Regions from separate parts of the Acanthopagrus latus genome. Here region 1 is linked to region 2. Evidence: chromatin contacts called from public Hi-C data. All regions are on one chromosome and are shown on one strand. Each heading gives the region's core, a stretch centred on a gene start, on an enhancer-like site or on the middle of the called end of the contact. The rest is flanking DNA. Distances are from core to core; before and after follow the strand shown. Region 1 holds the start of LOC119012803 (complement C1q tumor necrosis factor-related protein 3-like). Region 2 holds the start of LOC119012788 (photoreceptor outer segment membrane glycoprotein 2-like).

The links. A called contact is a pair of places that touch in the nucleus more often than the background predicts.
Region 1: a Hi-C map of muscle shows a contact between it and region 2, with 2.8 times the contacts expected there. The contact joins the promoter of LOC119012803 here to the promoter of LOC119012788 in region 2. A contact is called at or near these places in 2 of 4 Hi-C or Micro-C datasets (both in muscle).

What each region holds. Positions count from the first base shown.
Region 1 is chr22:25,869,570-25,873,195 of fAcaLat1.1, reverse strand. LOC119012803 (complement C1q tumor necrosis factor-related protein 3-like) reads left to right here and starts at 2,084. Exons shown (of 3, transcript XM_037086961.1): 1 at 2,084-2,339; 2 at 3,028-3,165; 3 at 3,317-3,626. The coding sequence starts at 2,153. The coding sequence ends at 3,588. It overlaps zbtb1 (zinc finger and BTB domain-containing protein 1), which reads left to right. Exons shown (of 2, transcript XM_037086874.1): 2 at 1-204.
Region 2 is chr22:25,696,131-25,699,250 of fAcaLat1.1, reverse strand. LOC119012788 (photoreceptor outer segment membrane glycoprotein 2-like) reads right to left here and starts at 1,449. Exons shown (of 6, transcript XM_037086939.1): 1 at 1,311-1,449; 2 at 814-938; 3 at 1-376. cdc42bpb (serine/threonine-protein kinase MRCK beta) reads left to right here and starts at 1,434. Exons shown (of 39, transcript XM_037086809.1): 1 at 1,434-2,139. The coding sequence starts at 1,971.

The DNA.
Region 1 (3,626 bases), core at 835-3,334, 170 kb before region 2:
GTTGCTCCTCAGCTGCTGATCCATCCGTGAGGTTCTGACCTGTAACGCAGCAGCGTGACGGCATCAAGCTTCACTACTCGAACACGTTGGTGAATGTGGTGTTTGTTCTGAAGCTTTTCTCTCACCATGTTTGTGGAGTTTTGGAAGAATGAACTCAAACTTTTCTTAAGCTCTTAATAAACCAAGTGAACTTCGGTTGGTGAAGAAATGTGTCTGTGCTTCTGTTGGCCTGAAACCACATCACTGCTGTGTCTTCAGAACAGAACCGAACCCACACTGGTTCAGATTAAAACTAAACTGTCCTTTAAGTGAGCACTAACAAGTTGAAGGACCTTCACGAACCAGCTCAGACCAGACCGGGTCCCGATCTCCTCTGTGGATCATGTGTCAGTTCAGGTGAGACGGTGATCAACACTCACCCTCATGTTTCTGTTCCCATAATAATGGATCCATCAGATCTGGATCAGGTGAACTACAGTCTGTCTGATTTCCTTCAGTCTCTGATTTGTTATTGAACAAAGTGTTTTGATAGAAAGTGATTTATTATTATTATTTAAAGTGTGTACTCAACATGTCAGTTCACTGTGTGTCCACACGAGGGAGCTGCAGGATGAACTGTGATGTTCACACTCTAGACTGAAGACCCACCCATCAGCAGCATTTGGACCTCCTGATTGGACGCTGCAGCTATCACTCACCCTCGCTGACAGTTCACTCAGAAACAGAGTTTCTGCCGTCAGTGAAGATTTCATCTGAAATATGAAGATGATGAATTCAATTTGTGTTAAATCATTAAATGTTAAATAAAAAGGATGTTCAGCTCCTTCACCTGGAAGTGTCAGATTTAAATGCAGGACCTGTCGAGAACATGAAGAACATGAAGATCACGGAACACTTAATGTTGATTACTACATAATAATGGGTGGATCAACAGCTGAGACAATCTGAAGTTTAGTTTGTTAAAGCAGTTTAATCTGTTTCCTGGTGAACACGGCAGATAAAGGGTGAGTTGAGGTGACGTGGGACACCTGAACTCTGATGCTAAATAAGTTCAGTGGATATTAGATAAAAGTGTTTCTTCCAAAAATATCCCCAAATGTCAGAAGAATTTAAAGACTGTTCAGATACAGTTTTTATTATTATCTATTATTATTAAAGTTAACACCACAACATCTGATAGGTAAAAGTGACCACATGGTGGTGCTGTTGGTACCAGGTGGTCATATGATCCAGGTGAGGAACCTCTGCATAAAGTATGAACACTTGAAACTGTGACTAATAAAGAATCAAGACTGAAGATCAGAGTTGAACGCTGCTTTACATTTAGCATGTTAGCATGTTAGCATGAGGCTGCAGCTGAAGTGATAGTAATCAGGACTCTAATTCAGAGACGATCCGCTCGACGTCTGACAGGATTAAAACCAGCTGAGCTGCAATCATCCAGAAACATCGTTACACTGATGGAGTGACCTGATGATGTCACATCACATCAGTTTTATTTATAAACCTCAAAATCACAAACACATCACTCAACAGGCTTTACAGTGAACCACATCCTCTGTCCTCAGAACCTGAGAACCTCAGAGACGAGAGAGGATAAGCTTAACATAAAAAACCTTTTAACACGAAAACAATAGATAAGTAATAAAGCTGATCAAAGAGGAGGATCCTTCCAGGACAGACAGACAGGAAGTAGAGGTCACAACAACAGAATCACAGTTTCCAGCTTACATCAACAGAACATCTGATATTCTGCAGGTTTAAAACCTTCTGATGGACCCGATCAGAACAGACTAGTCAGCCTCCAACGTGGACCTGACAGAGCGAGATTCTGCAGATTAATGCTGCAGCTCAGATTAACATCTGATGGATTACTGAATAATAAAAGTGCTGTTGGTGTTCAGAGACTGTCAGGACACTAAATCCCTTCAGCTGGTGTTCTGTCAGTCGACCCGAGTGTCCTTGTTGGTGAACTCTTCAATGAACTCCAGTTTGTTTTTAGCTTCAGCAGATAAACATGAACAAAGTTTAAACAAACTGTTTGTCGGGTTTAAAGTCCAGCTGACTTCATTGTTCAAACAACTTTATAACAGCCAGCGCGTCTCAGTGTTCAGTCCACAGTGTCTCCTGTCCTGTCAGCAGTCTGTCTGAGATGATGTCCAGCTGGGTCGTGTTTATGTTGATGGTATGTGGAGCGGTCCGGGATGTGACTTCAAATTTGACTGTGATAGACGATGAGTTTCTAAATCCTGAGAAAACGACAGAAGAAGATGTGAGAGTTCTGCTGAAGCAGCTCACGGCCCGAGTGGAGGAACTGGAGCGAGAGCGTGAGAACAGAGGTCAGTCCTCCAGAGCCAAGACCAGTATTGTAATGTTCTCATATTTTATTGTCCAGCAGCCCCAGAAGGAAGGGGAAGTTTGTCCTGATAGAGACCTGGTCCAAAACAGGTAGACCAGCCAACACTGGGTCATTGTATGTAGACTGGTACCACAGAAACAAACCAGAACCCCTCTGACAGGATAACATCCGGTTTGTTTGTGATAACTGGCTATAAATTAAAATCCGTCCTTCTGATTATCCGTCCGTTCTTTCAGACACTTTCTTCTGTTACTAGCAAGCAGGGAACTCTAGACTTCCTTCTCCCCTGCAACCTCTTCCAGCTCCTCCTGAGATCTCCTCCTCCTACTGGGTTCTGGGTCTGCCCCGGGGGCTCTTCCCCCTACTGGGTTCTGGGTCTACCTTGAGATCTCCTCCTCCTACTGGGTTCTACAAGGACATGTTGGTACAAGAGCTCTTGAAAGTGTTCGACTTCCTCAAGGTTTCTCTCTGATTATCAGACATTTCAGTGCTCAGGTAAAGTTCAGTGAACAGGTATAGTTCAGGTAATAAAGGAGACCCACTCTTTCATTAAGTAACCACCACACAGTAAACCCGGATCTTTTGGGTCAGCTGAGGGTCAGTGGTCCAACATGTGCGTGTCTGCAGTACTTTCTATGGCTGTAAACATTGTGTCTGTGTTCCTGCAGGTAAATCTCAGGTGGCGTTTTCTGCCGCCCTCTTCACCAACGAGCAGTGGACCCATCATGGGCCTTTCAACACCGACACCACGCTGGTGTTCAGGAAGGTGACGACAAACATTGGCAATGCATACAACCCCGAGACAGGTACGACTCACCTGTTCACTCTTATGTTTTGATGTGAACCTGACCTTCCTGCTCCGTCTGTTACTTCATGTTGTTTGATGGAGCAACAGAATCAGAACCATGATGTCATCGTCAGGTCCTCTCGCTCTGTTTCCCCTGTTCTCTGCTGCAGGCCTCTTCACAGCGCCAGTGAAGGGACTCTACTACATCCGGTTCACTGGCTGTGTTGGAGAATCGGGGTCGCTGAATGCAGCACTGATGAAGAACGGACAGAACATGTTCGCCATCTTTGACACTCGGAACACTCATGGCAGCGGGTCCAACGGCATGGCACTGGTTCTGGAGGAGGGAGACCGGCTCTCTGTCACCCTCTGGTCTGGGCAGAGCATCTTTGATCAGAGTCGGCTCAGCACCTTCACTGGCTTCCTCGTCTCTCCAGTGTAGGCGAGAAACCTTCTGCCACCATGGAGATGGGCAACAAC
Region 2 (3,120 bases), core at 200-2,699:
ATCAGCTGAGAGATCTCAACCCCCCGTCCACCAGCTGGACCATCAGCAGGACACACGGGGACACCTCACACCTGGTCCCTCAGAAGCAGAGCAGGTGAGGCTGTACAGGTGAGGCTGCACAGGTGAGCCCAGACAGGAGTCCTCAGGCACCACAGAGGAAGAAGATCCTCTGAGCCTCCAGTGAAAATAGTTGAGTCCATTTCCTGTTCTGGAGTTTTCGATCAGACCACATGATGATGTCAGCTGTCAGTCACACAGAGCGCTGACCCGCCCTCCTCATGCTCTCTCCTGATTGGTCAATTCTCCTGATGATGTCACATTGGTACAGCTCAAACAGGTGTTTCTCAGGAGCTGTGGAGGATACATGTGGTGGTACCTGGCAACACAGACACACAACAAGCACTCAACCAACACACAACAAACACAACAGCCTCTGCATTTTATACTGTAGTTGAGGTCTCCGACCAGCAGAGGTCAGCAGAGAGACGACCTGCTGCAGAGTGATGACTGATCGATCACTTATTGAGTGATCAATAACTGATCACATCTGACCTCACTATCAGTGTTTCACATGAGACAGTCTGTGTGTGTCACGTTGATGTGTTTATTTAACTTCTGTCTCCTGACTTCACAGAAAACAAGTTACCTGTTTCACCTGATAGCCCCTCACCTGTCTCACCTGTCTCCTCATGTAAACAACCAACCAACCAACCAACCAACCAACCAAACAAACAAACACGTCAGTAAACAAAGACTTTATTTACACACACTGTGTGATGATGTCACAGCCATGATGTCAGACCCTCTGTGTACCTCTCGCGGGGAGGAAGGAGGGGGGCGATGGGGGCGGTACCAGTCCGTCCCGGCTCCTGTCAATCACATCGTGACGTCATGTATCCAGAGCGTTTCCGGTGCAGGAAGGCGGGGCCTGTGTGTTCCTGAGGGAGCGACAGACAGGTAGGTCAGGTCAGCACAGAGCGATAGGTACCAACTTCCGGGGCCAGGATATTATCTTCAAAATAAAAGCAAGGATACGTTCACATTCTGTTGAATTCTTAGTTTATGAATCCAGTGTGTTTCTGTCATTGAAATGTGAATTGAAATTGAACTTAATGTTTGACTACATGCTGTAGTTTAAATACCAAATACACTCTTATTCTTATTCCTTCTTCTCATTTAAATAGAAGTTGAGTATTCTATCAGTGATAAATAAGTGATATAACTAGTAGTATATGTAGTATTACTTGTAAAATATGTAGTATTACTTGTAATATATGTAGTATTACTTGTAGTATTTAAATGAATAGTACCAGTTAAGCCATTTCATGTCACCCTGGCACTGAGCGCTGAGACGGCGTTTTATTGTGAAACTGTGGCTGACAGGAAGTGTGTGTGTGGTGTCTTCAGCTTGCTCTGGATGATCCGATCTGGATTCAGCCATATTCCCACCGACCAGCCACACCGGCAGTCAGCCTCAAACTACCGAAAAAGCTCCGGTAATCCCGCGGCCCGCTCCCTCGAGGTGTTCGCGGTCATTGTTGTGCTCGCGCGCGGCCCGGAGCTCCCGGACATGTTCCCGAGCTGAACACCGGCCCGAGGACATGGAGCTGCGGCGGACAAGCTGAGAGAGGCGACGGCCCGACGACAGCCCGAATTCTGAGAGGAAAGTCCAGATTTACCGGGATTAAAACCGATGTGGAGGCCGGACAGACGCGGGCCTGCAGGCTGAGCGGCTGTCGACACGACGGAGCGGCGGTAACCGGCGGAGACACACCGACTCTCAGCGACACTCAGCGGATCAAAATGTCGGGAATGTTTTCCCGGAGCTAACGAGCTAGCCGCAGTTAGCAGGCTGAGCTCGGCAGGACTCGGCAGGAAACGGAGCCTGGGCGGCGGGTTTCACTCGGACTGTGTGGCGGGGTCGCTGTCGGTTTGTAAGCGGGAGCGGTGGGTGTCTGTCCCGGGTCACGATGTCGGCTCAGGTCCGTCTGAAGCGGCTGGAGGAGCTGCTGCAGGAGCAGAAGGAGGCGGGCTGCCTGAGTGTGGAGGCGCTGCTGGACCTCCTGCTCTGCTTCTACACGGAGTGCTCCCACTCCCCGCTCAAGAGGGAGAAGCACGTCACTGACTTCCTGGAGTGGGGTAAGAGTCCAGACCCGGTCCTGGTCCCGATCCTGGACCGGGATTCATTCACTAAACACCGTAAAACACTGAACAGTAGGTCCCGTGAGCCGGCAGTCTCGCCCGGGGCTCCCCCCAGAGCCAGGGAGGTCCAGGGGTCCTTGAGAGGCTCCTGGAAGATTCATATATGTTCAGAGGTTTTTGACGGATCTTGACACAGATCCAGATCCACAGGGAGGCTCACAGATCCCTAGAAGTAGTTTCAAGAAGGTTCAGGCGGCCTTATGAGAACTTGGATCCTGAAGGAGGGTCAGGAGCCCCCGGGAGATTTAAGGAGCTCAAGGTTCTGGGATGTAGTTCTGAATGGGTCCAGAGGGGATCCAGAGGGACAATGTGAGTCCGTGTCAGGGAAACCATCCGGGTTTACATGTCAGGGATTTTAAAAGGTTTTTTTCTCCAGGTGTCCTTGAACAGTTTCCAGGCTGGTTTGGGATGTTCCAGGACTTTGTGCCACTCTGGTCCGCTGTCCTGGTTCAGCCCGTTCCTGTTTAGCTGTGGCCTGGTTTGGTCTGGCCTGGTTTGGTCTGGCCTGGTTTCCATCTGAGTCTCCGATGTTCTGATAGAGTCTGATAAATCAATATATTGATCAGGGATGTAGTGATGTGCAGAGGCTGACACACTGACTGATGAAGATGAAGATCCACTCCTCACAGGTGTGTCAGTCAACACTCAGCCCGAGTCCAGCTCAGGAGTCCAGAACCCCCAACTGATCAGACTGGGGATGATCGATCTGATCACAGCTGATATCAATATTAATATTTATACAGAATAAAACCATTGATTATTGATCAGAATCTGATAAGACAGATAAATGTAAACAGATAATAGTTTAGATCAGAGAATCATGATGGATGTTACTGACCGGAGGGAGGAACCAGCCGAGGGGGCCCATGTACTGTTACAGAATGAAGCTGTTGGTGCTGACACCTGCAGGTGATGTTG